Regions from separate parts of the Mus musculus genome. Here all the other regions are linked to region 1. The links are chromatin contacts, called in public Hi-C and promoter capture Hi-C maps. All regions are on one chromosome and are shown on one strand. The core of a region is the stretch at or near the end of the contact, and the rest is flanking DNA. Distances in the headings are between cores, read along the strand shown.

What was found. Promoter capture Hi-C pulls out the DNA fragments that hold promoters and counts their contacts. A called contact is a pair of places that touch in the nucleus more often than the background predicts.
Region 2: a promoter capture Hi-C map of pre-B cells shows a contact between it and region 1, with 4 times the contacts expected there. The contact joins the promoter of Rps23 here to the promoter of Cetn3 in region 1. A contact is called at or near these places in 1 of 39 promoter capture datasets (pre-B cells) and 1 of 484 Hi-C or Micro-C datasets (CD4 T cells).
Region 3: a contact with region 1 is called in a promoter capture Hi-C map of pre-B cells. The contact joins the promoter of Tmem167 here to the promoter of Cetn3 in region 1. A contact is called at or near these places in 1 of 39 promoter capture datasets (pre-B cells) and 1 of 484 Hi-C or Micro-C datasets (pre-B cells).
Region 4: a contact with region 1 is called in a Hi-C map of pre-B cells, with 5 times the contacts expected there. The contact joins the promoter of Vcan here to the promoter of Cetn3 in region 1. A contact is called at or near these places in 1 of 39 promoter capture datasets (pre-B cells) and 1 of 484 Hi-C or Micro-C datasets (pre-B cells).
Region 5: a contact with region 1 is called in a promoter capture Hi-C map of pre-B cells, with 2.7 times the contacts expected there. The contact joins the promoter of Rfesd here to the promoter of Cetn3 in region 1. A contact is called at or near these places in 1 of 39 promoter capture datasets (pre-B cells) and 1 of 484 Hi-C or Micro-C datasets (CD4 T cells).

The regions. Positions count from the first base shown.
Region 1 is chr13:81,781,979-81,784,519 of GRCm38.p6, forward strand. Cetn3 (centrin 3) reads left to right here and starts at 1,269. Exons shown (of 5, transcript NM_007684.4): 1 at 1,269-1,379. The coding sequence starts at 1,363.
Region 2 is chr13:90,921,847-90,924,387 of GRCm38.p6, forward strand. It overlaps Rps23 (ribosomal protein S23), which reads left to right and starts at 1,276. Exons shown (of 4, transcript NM_024175.3): 1 at 1,276-1,353; 2 at 1,741-1,900; 3 at 2,480-2,541. The coding sequence starts at 1,350.
Region 3 is chr13:90,088,390-90,090,930 of GRCm38.p6, forward strand. It overlaps Tmem167 (transmembrane protein 167), which reads left to right and starts at 1,278. Exons shown (of 4, transcript NM_025335.3): 1 at 1,278-1,394. The coding sequence starts at 1,392. Xrcc4 (X-ray repair complementing defective repair in Chinese hamster cells 4) reads right to left here and starts at 1,219. Exons shown (of 8, transcript NM_028012.4): 1 at 1,108-1,219.
Region 4 is chr13:89,741,236-89,743,776 of GRCm38.p6, forward strand. Vcan (versican) reads right to left here and starts at 1,277. Exons shown (of 15, transcript NM_001081249.1): 1 at 838-1,277. The region is part of intron 1 of Gm4117 (a long non-coding RNA gene); the gene reads left to right.
Region 5 is chr13:76,017,299-76,019,839 of GRCm38.p6, forward strand. It overlaps Rfesd (Rieske (Fe-S) domain containing), which reads right to left and starts at 1,264. Exons shown (of 4, transcript NM_178916.5): 1 at 223-1,264. It also overlaps the pseudogene Gm4165.

The sequences.
Region 1 (2,541 bases), core at 19-2,518:
ACTCAGAAATTCACCTGCCTCTGCCTCCCAAGTGCTGAGATTAAAGGCGTGAGCCACCACTGCTTGGCCTAATTTCCTTTTAAACTTGTTAGTAAAAGTACTTAATTTTTATATTTTAGGCAGGGTCTACTACTAGTCCTGGCTGGCCTGCAATTCACAATGTAAAGAATTCAAAGATCTGCTTACATGTCTCTTGGGTGCTGGGATTAAACATGTGTAGCACCATGCCCAGTTGAGTTCTTCAACATTTTTCTACTTTGGTTTTGGGAGTGCTATCATTTAGCTATTACTTTTTAGCTTTATCCCAATCCTTTACTTGTCCAAATTCCTATCTACACTCTAGCTTAACTCATGCATAGCCAATTACACAGCGTCCTTCGTTCACATATAAGCTTACATACAGTATTTGCCGTTTCTAATTCCTAGCCCCAGTTTATTGTATTTATACCGATAAGCACTGCAGGTTAGCTCAGTAGTTTCCAAGTTTTCCACAATAATACCTCATTTTATGCATCAAATATTTATGGAGCACCTAAGTTCCAGATATTTTGTTTGGTACAAATACTCGTGTAAACAGAACCCTGGCCTTGAAGACAGTCAGTCTCGCTCGCAGTCTGATGATCTAAGTAAACTTTAAGAGGCTTGGTGGGCAGTGAAGATAAGACGCACATAAACACTTTATAGCACTAGAAAATGAGAAGCAGAAGCAAGCACACATTTCCAATCGCACAGAAGAAAAGGGTGGTTTGGCTAGTCTCATTGTAAATGACCTAACAAAACAGCAAAACGAGAAGCCTAATCCATAATCCAGCCTGCCTTAAAATCACTTGGGAGATGTACGGGGGAGAACGCTTAGCTTGGTCCTCACTGAACTAAGAATAAAGAATGTCGCCTTTAGATTTAAGTTTCTCAGGTGCACCGGCCACCTAAAATTGTACATCTTTTCGCAGACCTGGTTCCCCAATAAACTGCTCCCTCGTTCTGAGCAGGCTGCTTGGGCTGGCCTTTTCCCTTCCCTCGGTCGACGCCGTGCATGTCACGCGTGGGGCCTCGCCTTGCCTGCCTGAGTCTCGCGTGGTGACTCTAATACGCGCGCAAGGGAGTCGGGAAAGAACCTGGCCAATCCAGGGAGCCAGACTGACAACCAGGGCCAAAAAATGTGTACTTGATTGACATGAATGCTGACCAATGAAAAAAGAAGAGCAGCGACGCTTCCGCCCCAATAGGCCGGCTGTTGGCAATTTCAGCCAATCGCGCCCAGAAACTTGTCTGGTGGGTGGTCCCCGAGGCGTGGAGGTTGGTGGCTGTTGAGCGGTTCCCGTGGTAAAGTCCCCGAGTGGAACATCTCTGTCGGAAGAGAGAATGAGTTTAGCTCTGAGGTCGGTAACGAGGAGGCCGTGCCTCCGTCCCCCCAGAGGGCCAGGGCGGGTGTGGACGGGAGACCGGGTCGGGGGCGGGTGCCCAGCGCCGAGCACCAGACCTCGGCGGTTCCCGCCTCCGGGCACCGCCGCAGCCCGAGTGAAGTCTCGCGAGGTTTCCCTCACGCGACTGCGGGACTCAGCCCTGGTTGCCTGATTCCCCCTGGAAAGTCGCAGGAGCGCTCGCCTTTCTCCCCGGGCCCCGAGGCACGCTGTGCTCTAGGCGTCTCGGGTGGAGCTCGTTTCCGTGACACCGTCCTTTCACTTCCGTCCATCCCTCCCCTCATTGGCTCCTCACCTTGCCCATCTACAGTTAAAGGTGCCCCGGGCGGGCCGCGCCGCGCCGCCCCTTTGGCTCCGCAGGGTGACGAAGGAGGCGGGAGCTGGCGTGGGGGTGTGGCGAGTGGGGGCAGCCGGGGTCACGTGGGCCACTGGGCCGGCGTCCCTGAGCCCGACGGCGTCCAGACGTAAATAGCGCGAGCAGTTAGTTAGCCGAGTTTCAAGGGTTTGAGGTTTAAAGCTTCCATCTTTTAGAACGTGCGGATACACGTGCTGTATCCTCGTTTACACATTTGGACCGCTTTTTGCATTGGCAGCTTTTGAAGGCAGACATTTTCAGATCCAAGTGCCCTTTTTAGATTTTTCTTTAAGCTTCTCCAGAGTTTTAAGACGTTTAACCTATCGTTTACATGTTAAGTGAGAGTTAAAACACTTTTAAACATCACGTAGACTTAAGCACGACTATTAGATGCTGTGATTTTTTTTTTTTTTTTTTTTTGGTGTCTAGTATTTGAATGTTTAGACCCTTTTATATTTTGCCTGGCTAATATCAGTGGAATAAAACCACAAAGCAGTGTTACAAATGTATAATCTAAAAACATTTTGAGCTTACAGTGCAAAAGTAATCTTTTAAGTTTTATGGTTGTTTTTTTGTAGTAATTGTGAGAATTTATAAGCTGTCCAAAATCAAGTCTATTCTGGTTGATTGTTTTGTTCTTTATTTTTGGTAGATGACATTGTTTTGTTCTTTATTTTTGGTAGATGACATGAATAATATGTATGGTGTTTTCGGTGCTTTTGACTTTGTTTAGGATTTCTCTTATAAAAGTACATTTGACTACAG
Region 2 (2,541 bases), core at 26-2,525, 9.1 Mb after region 1:
CCAAGCAAGCAGGGCCGACCGGGGAGCAGAGGTCCTAAAATTCAATTCCCAACAACCACATGAAGGCTCACATCCATCTGTAGAGCTACAGTGTACTTACATACATAAAATAAACAGATCTAAAAAAAAAAAAAAAAAAAAAAAAAGAATCCCCAGCTTAAATCTAAAGATTTAATATCAGAGGAGAGTTTCAGAAGGCTTTACTGCGGTAAAGTTCTGTTTGTTTGGTTTGTTTGGTTGTTTGGTTGTTTTTGAGACAGGGTTTCTCTGTGTAGCCCTGGCTGTCCTGGAACTCACTCTGTAGACCAGGCTGGCTTCAAACTCAGGAATTCACCTGCCTCTGCCTCTCAAGTGCTGGGATTAAAGGCATGCACCACCATGCCCAGCTGTAAAGTTCTGTAATGCCCAGGCTTTCAGAACCACTGTTGCTTTTTTTTTTTAATCTCTCAGTTCAATTGACAAGAGAACCACCTTTCACTTCTGGAAGGCTGTATCCTATGCTAAATATAGGCTCCCAGCTCAAATGTAACCTACAGGGATACCTTCTTAAAGTCCACCCCTTCACTAAAAAGCTTCATTTTTCTATAACATTTGTCAGTGTGTAAAGATATTTTTTTATATTTATAGGCTCTGTCCCTTTACCTAGAATATAAACTTAACGAGAAAAATCTTCGTTCTCTTAACTGCCAAATATCCAGTGCAAAGACATTAAAATTTTCATTTTTATGTGACTCAACATCCCAGAAAAACTACAGGAAAGATTCGGGTTGTAAAGGTACTAGAATTAAGCAAGGACGCACAACCAACAAATGTCAGCTCACTGTTTAAAGCTCAAGTCTGGCTAGAAACAACAACAACAAAAATAATCGATTTTTCATCACTGAATCATTGCCTCACTAAAATTTACAATTTACTGACGCTGGGAACCTCCTACTCCGTCCAGCCCCACCCCGCTCCGCCCTTTCCGAATTAGCACCGCCCAGCCCTGGGCCTGAGGTGTGGGGGGGTGGGGGGGTGGGTTGAGGGAGTTGCAGAGGACGCCTGCGCAGTGAGCAGTTAGCGCAAAGATTTCTGGGATTGGTAGTCCGTATTCCTCTAGCCTTGTCATTTGCCTGAAAAGGAAATAACAGCGTAAATGAAATTGCTTTGGATTTGATACATATTAAACAAAACTCTGTGTCTCACAAAAGTGGAGGCACTGAATCGTTTCCTCCACCCACACACTCCCCGGTACAGGCGCCGCTTGGACAGCCGCACGGGGCCTTCGGCTGGGCGGGGCTTCCCGCAATGCCTTGTGGGTCCTTCCTGCACCTCCTCTCTCTTTCTCTTGGGCCCGTGGCGCCGGCAAGATGGGTGAGCTGTGCGGGGCTGGGCTGAGGGGCCGCCGCAGGGCTCTAGAGCTCGGGATACGGCCTATCGTGGGGAGATAGAGCGGAGAGTAGGGCTGTAACCGGGCGGAGGTCGGGAGAAGGGGCGCCGTCCCGCGGGCACGTGGCCATACGGAAGAGTTCCTGCGGCCTTCGGGCGGCCTTGCCGGGACCCATTACCCTGGAAATTTAAGTAAGCGTAAAGGCCCCAGCCTGGGTTTGTGTGCAGCTCCGAGTTAGGGGATTTCGAGGGTAATTGGCCCACGTGCTAAGAGGAGCCACAGGTCTCTGGCGCAAACGTCCCTTCTGCTGAAGCTCGTGTGCGGAAGCGCGGGCTCGGTTTGCGGAGCATTCAGTGATGTGTGTTTTTTAGGCAAGTGTCGTGGTCTCCGAACTGCCCGGAAGCTCCGCAGTCACCGACGGGACCAGAAGTGGCATGACAAACAGTACAAGAAAGCCCACTTGGGCACAGCCCTGAAGGCCAATCCGTTTGGGGGTGCCTCTCATGCAAAGGGAATTGTGCTGGAAAAAGTGTAAGTCAAAAGCTGCGCGCTAGAAGCGATGGTTTACCGTAGTTGAGAACGAAGTAGTTCTTCAAAAGTCGCAAAAGATCCTGAGCCTGCGTTGGTTGGGGTTTTTATAAGGAAAAAATGGGAAATGTGCTTGTTTATGTTCGGCCAGGGATGAGATTACTAAAGTTTTTAATTTCGGCTGTAGTCTGGAAGGAATGGAAGAAGTAAAAGTAATATAGTACATACTAAAGCATACATTGAACAGTTGGGGGGGGGGCTATACCTTAAGCAGCTGGTACATTCTTAGTATCTTTTTGGAGTTGAGAAAATTCCTTTTCTGGCATGTTTCTGGTGCATTGGCTTTTTAGAGTGATGATTTTTTTTTTTTGTGTGTGGCGTTCACAAATTTCGCAACAAGAGTTTGAATCCTCATTTTTACCACTCCAGTGGCGCTAAAGTTCGATTTTGCCTGTAAAAACTTCATTAAAATAGTGGCATCTGCAGGATTTGAGACTGGATTGACTAGGAGCTGCTTCTACTTTTATTCTTAATCGAATTTTAAAAACCTTACTGACTTCACATGTGCCATTGATATTGCAGAGGGGTTGAGGCCAAACAGCCAAATTCTGCCATCAGGAAGTGCGTCAGGGTGCAGCTCATTA
Region 3 (2,541 bases), core at 28-2,527, 8.3 Mb after region 1:
AAGTATAACACAAAGCAATTTTGAGACTATTCAATGACAATCACTTCTCCTATTGGCCTAATCCCCAGTCCCCCATTCAAATACTCAAAGAAATCCCTTGTCCTGCAGTCTCCTGATACCACTAAGATGCAGATTCTGAACTTGAGTATTTGATCAACAGGTTTAGCAGTTGGGTATAACTGATTTTAAAAATGTAGTAATAATTTCAAATAAAATCTTGGATGACAATGCAGTAATAAACACAATCACATATAGCATAGCACTAGGTAAAAGTACTGTGTTGCCATAAGTACTAGATTCTCATGATTCAGCTAAATAATGGTTAGAAATTAACATATCACATCAGTTTCCTTCACTAAAGCTTTCTATACTTCTTCTAGGTCATTAAGTTAAAGAATGGGTAACATTCTGAATAAATACTAGAGCCATACTGACTAAAGGAAAAAAACAATTATTTAAACACACAGGATTTCCATAATTTTGATACACTTGGAAGAGTGGGGAAAGTGCCCGACTTCAGAATCATTCCAAGAATGTATATAAAATTGAACACATCAGATTACATCTTCCCCGTATCTACAAAACTCATAAAGAGAACTAGAGGTGAAATCGTTTCTCACCCACTGGTTTTATACTAGCCAAATAATCCCCTCGGGAATGGGCCGTTCCTTTCCAGTAGCTACCACAGAGTTCTTTCCCTCTCCCCACGGCCTAGAACGTCTAAGCCCCGGATGTAGAGTGTGCAAACAAGGAGGGGGCCAGCCAAGGCCAGCATTGGCTGGCGGGAGGGGCTGGTGGGTCATCACACTGGACGCAGCCTTTTAAATCCAAGTCTCCACCACAGAGCAGCTCAGCACAGTTCCAAGGAGTCCCTCACGACTGAAAATTCCACGTGACACAGAAAGAGACACTTAGGAAGGAGCCCAACAGGTGCTCACATTGGGAAAACCTTACATCTACAAAAGGCTCAGGGGGTCACAGACAGGGTAAAAAGCACGCACTGCGCAGCTTTAAAGCTAAAATCAGGGACTACAGGAGGTTGACATAGAAAGGGGGGAAAAAATGCATTGCTTCTGGAAAGACACCACAGCCACTTCCGGGCCCTACCTCTCAGTACTCCACTTCCGGTCTTCTAAAAATTGTGGACGCCAGAGATAAACCGATGCGCCCAATGAGAGAATCCGCTAATACCGTGGTTTGCGAGTCGTCGGCCAAGTCCCACCTCTTCCGGTAACAGAAGCCTATCACGGAGTCTGAATGGTGCGGCATGGGCGGAGGCGCCGCGATAGGTCCAACCGGACCGCTGGAGCGAGCGGGAAGCACAGCGGGCCTGCATCCTCTTCCGCCCCGGCCCGGAAGGGTGATGTGGCTGGACCAGCACCGGCCTCACTATGGTAAGAACCTGGGCTTCCTGGCCGCGGTTGAGTTTCTCGGCGGGGCCGCGGCTCGTGCGGGGCGGCGGGGATGGTGCGGGCGCTGTGGGGCGCGGGAGCCCTGGCGCTAGCGTGATTCTCCGGGGATCCGAGGGTGCACAGGCTGGGAGTCATGCGGCCGCGATGCACATCCCGGAGCATCAGGCCAACAGTCCTAGGAAGAACCCGGGTGGTGGACTCGGCCCCTCGCCAAGAGGCCGACTTGCTGCGTTGTTTAGTGTGGAATTACGGTGGCATTCCACTAAGCCGATTGCCATCTGCTACAAATATCTGGACGGATATACACTTTCAAACGCTGGAGTCTCAGTCTCCCCCTTTCCCCTTTCTTTTATGTGTTCCCTGTGTCACCCAACCTGCATCTTTCTGCAGTAATTAATGGATTGCCGGTTTTCTTAACACTAGATACTACTGCTTCCGTTTTACCTGTGGAATCAATGGCGAGATAGGGCCCCTCCCTCATCGTTTTTTCAATTCTAAAGACACTTCTTTGCAAACGAATGTTTTTAATGATTTTAGTTACTGTCTCGAAGGAACTTGAGCCTTACTCGCAGACCACCACTCACTTTGGGAGTTCCTATGCGTGTTATTATTGATTGTTTAATAGTTTAAACCTCAGAAAACCTTACACTATAAATCACAAATAGCAACAACAACAAAGGTCAGGACAAGGAACAGAAAGCCCCTGAGTAAAGTAAACATTAGTAATTAACTTTTAAAGATCTATGAATGCATCTTTTCAGTAGTCTGGTAAATGCAGGAATCTCCCTTCACTATCACTTCAGTGGGTTTAGAAGCCATTTATAACTATATTTCTAGAGAAAGCTTGTTGTGTTATCATCTCAAAATCAGCCAGGACTCTCCCACCCCCACTAGACCTCAAATTCTACGATTAGAAGATACTGAATTTGAGTCCATTAAAGCCTTTTTTTTTTTTTTTACTTCGTACTGCAGATAGTATATTCTTGGTCAAAAGGATGTTAATAAACAGTTACAGAACTTGAAAAGTTGCTTTCTTGCCTATTTACCGAGAAACAAGTAGAATGACTTTGCTCTTAGTCAAAGGTACATTTTACATCCTCTCCTACTTAGATAAAATCAAGATAATTTA
Region 4 (2,541 bases), core at 27-2,526, 8.0 Mb after region 1:
TACTGCACACCCCTCCAGTTCAGGGAAAGCTTTCCCGCCCAGGAGCCTCCCAGACCTCTACGGTGTTCCAACAACCCCACCCCCATCCAATGCGCCTTCCCGGCTGGCTCGGGAGCACCACGCGCAGGACAAAAGAACACAGGGGCAACGTGAGAGAGCTTTGACAGCCCTCAAGTCATCAAAGAAAAGCAGCCCCAGGACCCTACCCAACCCCTGCCAGATAGCCTCCCACATTGCCTGAGGGGTTGGGGGAAAGGGTCATGTCCGTGCAGGTCCTGGGCCGCTAAAGTATCCTGCTGCCTTGTCAGGAGCTGCCCAGAGGTGACTTTCCAGGAACCAAAGATACTGACCACACACACGGAGCCAGGAAACCAGGTGGTCTGCCCTAAGGTGGTTTCAGGGGCTTGCATTTGGGCAAGTTTGGGGACTCTCCATTCAAACTTTTGCCTCGACCACTTTAAAGAGAACAAAATCAAGGTGTGAGGAGTCCATTCCATTCCTCCAACTCAAGATAGCAGGACTTTTCTAGGATTTCGCTACAAAATCCCTTCCCCCTATTCGGTTTGTCCTTTTCCTCTACCCCACCCCGGACTTCTTTTGTCTAGCTCTTTTTCAGCACCAAGGTCTATCTGAATTCATCTCTTTAACAAGTTACCTTCATGTTTGAAAGTGCGCACATTTTTCTAACTTCGCCTTACAGCTAGTCCTCTTGGCTTTAATTAAAGCCCTCTTCCAATTACAATGTGAGTCTTTCCCCCTACTAAGCTGGACGGTTTTCTTTTCCCAACAAGTTTTCCCTCTTTCTTTTAAATGGGGGAACAAAAGAAAAGTGATTACCTTGAAAGGCGGCTTACTGCAGTTTTCGGGGTGGAAATTCACTGCTGAGCTGTGAGAAAGGGCTCCGCGTTGCCCCGGAAGATCACATAGGAAGCGCGGTGGCCTGGGGAAGGGTGCAGCGAGTGCGGGACAGAGCTGGAGAGGAGAGAGGATGCGCTGGTAGCGGCAGATCCTTGTCCCAGCGCTTGGCCACAGCACCTAATGCTCACAGCTGCTGCGCCCGCGCTCCTTGAGTTCTTCGCCCAGAAAGGCTCGGGGCAGCTCGCCTGCAAGTTCAAATGCGGGTTGTGACACCCACCGTCATTATATCACTGTACCGTCAGAGCCGAGGAGGAGACTCAGCGAGAAGGAGGAGGGAGAGGAGGAGGAGGGTTCATTCACAGGCTCCTGAAGAGCTCCGTAGCTCAGTCACTCCAAAGAGCCCAAGCTTGGAAACAGGCGGAGGGGCGGAAAGGAGCTCCCTCAGCCTGCGGTAGGGACCGCCTGCCTCCCTGGCCAGGCACTCCCACCTCTCAGCGTTTCTTCCTGATGAGAAGTACCAATCGGCTGGGGGTGGGGGGAATCCGTGCTCCTCATTCAACGACTCGGTACCACCTCGCTGTGCAGTCTCAAACAACTGCCTTCCCACCCATCCCCACCCCACCCCCTCTTCCCCGCCCTGGGCTGCTACTTCTGAATTAGGGGAAAGGAGTCCCCAGGCTCTGCTGCGGCCAGCAAGCACAGAGCAATTAAGTATGGTCAGTCCTTAGGAGCGGACGGGACTCTATAACATCAGCCAAGAACTTGCGTATAATGTGTTTAATGCGACCACGGAGCTTGCTCGTCCCATCAGAAGAGGTGTCAGGCTCAATGCTCCTGCCAACCTGAAAGAGATACTGAGAAAGTGAGATCCCAAGCCCCAGGGAGACGCAAAAGCTTTTCGTGACTGCTCTCCCTAGGGAACTGCCCAATGGGGAGCCCGCGGCATCAGGCCCTACACAAAGACCCTGGCAATAAAGGGTTGGACAGGAAATCCCCCCAAGCAATCCCTTGTCCCATTCAAAGAGAATCCTTTCTCTGACACAAATCCGCGTCTTTCCTTAAATGTATTTCGCTTCCTTCCTTCTTCCATACCTCTGTCTTTCACAGGATATCTTGCAGAATTTTCTGCCTAACTCAGATTTCTTTGACTTACCAGTCTTTCCATGTTGTCTGGAAATGGAATCTTTCACGTTCGCAATTTTTTTTTTCCCCTACTCAGGCTTATCCATCGATGTAAACAACATCAATATAGAGAAGCACACCCTTCACTGAATCACAAAAGACTCCATTAGGACCTTAAAGAGCAAAGGGTCAAACAGTTAATACAAAGGATTTCTGACCCTCACAAAAGGGCGACTTTGAATTTTCCGTTACGTTGAAGTCTAGTATGAGTTTCTAGAGAGAGGACAAAATAAGTTCGCAAGACATGTCGAAGTAACTCTCAGGGTACTGAAACAATTACAAACTTTTCCTCCTACACCAATATGGAAATATCCTTGTAATTATTGACTCTGAATGTTTTGCTTAGAGAATGACATCAAACACAGGGCTTCAGAAACGGTAGTGATTAACGCAGAGAGTTTGTCTTTACCCTGGATTTCTTTAATTAGATTGGCTGCCAACCACAGTTCTAAAGTTGTAACCTAGACCCTTCTGCATGTGGGCTCCTTTTCTAAGGTTTGT
Region 5 (2,541 bases), core at 14-2,513, 5.8 Mb before region 1:
AAAATAAAAAATGTTCTGTTCTACCATTGTCTTTAAAAATAAAAACTGTTTTGTTGTTCGTAGATCCCTAAAATTAGATTTCTTAAAGTGAGAATTCCATATAAAACTATTTGTTTTAGATAAGTGGATGGCCCCGACAGTTTTAAACACCTTTCTAATGTAGATAATTCATTCAAGTATAAAGTCACTGAAGACAAAAGACATGAAATTAAAGGTACTCACACTCATGTGTCACTCCTCTTGAGCAATGACTCAGGGACTCTTAGAGTGGGGACCTGGCCCACAAATTATCACAGTGCTTATCTCCAGGGTGACACCCTGGCTTTTAGGCTCAGGGAAGGGAAATGCTTTAGTCAGTAGCAGTTTGATGATAATAAATACATTTGACTAGCTACATTTCACTACCGCTTGGACACTTTGCGTGTAAATGTTCATTACTCCTCACAAAATTAAATATCTGTAAGCTCATATGTTGCTTGGTGTAACTTTCGTGTCACTAGCAGCCAGCGATTTATAAAAGAAAAGAAACAAAAAACAAAAAACATGTGGCCTGAAAGAAAATCATCTTGAAAGTCACAAAAACCGTTCGGCAAAAACGTATAGAGAGTTTTATATTCGCAGTGCACACATGTATCGGAAAAGATGGTTCTGAATGTTTATGTAGGAATGCTAATGTACAAGATTGTCTTCACAAATATCTAAAGTAAAACACTTGCCCAATTTAATGAAGCCGTGCAGCTGAGCGAATTACTGCCAATGTCTGGTATTAAAGATGACAAGGCGTTTCACCAGCGTCTGAATCCCGGACTGCTTCCTAAGAGGCCTGTATCATAGGGTGTGCAGAGGACAACCACGTTAAGGCACCTCTACTCTATACAGCTGGGTGCAACCGCAGGAAGCGCAGCAAGGCTGGTAGCCACCCCCATGGCTTTAGCAGTTCTCAAACCAGTTTTATTTGCTAAGAAGACAGGCCGCAGCTGCTAGATTGAGCGGCGCTAGGGACAGCACGGCAACCAGCAGTCGTCCCGACGGCCATCCCAGGAGAATATTTGGGGTGCGTGGGACGTCAGAAGGATTCGCTTTCATAGTTTATGGCACAAGTGCGGAAAAGCCTATTTAAATGGCTGCAGGTCCCGGCTGTGGCCCAACTGTCAAGGCGAACAGTTCACTGAGGCTCTTGCCAATGCCAGTCCACGAGGGTCCAAACGCTCCCTGCTCAGACACCCGAGGACTCGGAACCGCTGCCAGCGGACGCAGGAAGTGCAGGCCCGGGCGGTGTCCGACCGGAAGCAGCAGCGTGCCAGAAATCTCCGCCCCGCTCCCCTCACCCAATTCCCGCACCGCGAGAACCTAACTTACTGTGCTGGGGTCCTCGCCCCGCCCTCAACACCCAGCTCCCGCAGCCCCTGCGTCCTGCGCCTGCGCGACGCGAGTTTGTGAGGAGGCGGGGCAGGGGTCACGTGCTAGGAAGTACTGGCTCCCCTCCCGTCCCTCCATCAGGCTGCTGTCCTGTTTGTGGAATTTTTCTAGCTCTTGTGGGATATGAGTAGGTGCATCATTTTCTTTCTCTTTTCTTTTTTCAAAGAACGATAATCGGACTCACTCTAAATTTATCCAAATTTTAAATGCACTCAGCAATCTCATCCCTAAGCGAAATAATACCTAGAACATGGGAAAACTTTACAGCCATATACTGTATACCCAAAGGTCCAATTCCATACACTACACCATACAGGCTCCCATGTGTAATATGCTCTCTTTAACACAAATAACTCATTGCTTGAGATACAAATAGGTTAAGTATTTGTGTATACCAAAGCTTTTAAAAATTACTAGATTTAAGGGGAGATGGTGTGTTTTCACTTTCAATTTCTCTTTCAGTGTTACATTAAGAGCAACACAATAAGAACTCCCCATACTTATGCTCAGAGGTGCAAGCTAAATGAGTCTTACTGGTTTGCAAGCATTCTCTGTAAACTGGCACGTGGCAAGCTCTTATAGAGCCCACAACCCGGGCTGAAGTTGATCACTTGAACCCAAGTGTTGGGCAGCACAGACACCCTGCTTTAAAAAAAGAAAAAAGAAAAAAGAGGCCAGCAAGATGATTCATGGAGTAAGGGTGCTTGTAAACGGGACAGCCTGAGTTGTAGCCCAGAGCTCATTTAATGATGTAGGAACTGACTTAACAAACTATGCTGTAGCATGCATGTCCCTGCTCACACAGAATAATAAGGATTTTTTAAAATTAATGATCCTTTGATTCAATAGCTCATAATCTTGGCTAGGCTTTAGATCTGCCTAGGAATTAAAACAAACAAAACCAAAAAACAATAACAAAGCAACTTTGCCCAGTATACCAGATCAATGAAGTAAAAATCTTAGAAAGGATTCAATATATATTTTTGTTTTTTAATTTCTGAAAGCTTTTCATTTTTTCCCTCCCAGAAAGACCAACTGCAATCAGAGGGAGTGAAAGGTCAAGATTTTATTCATAACAAAATCAGCTTAGAACTGGATCACTTGGCCCTTTCTCTTCTTGTC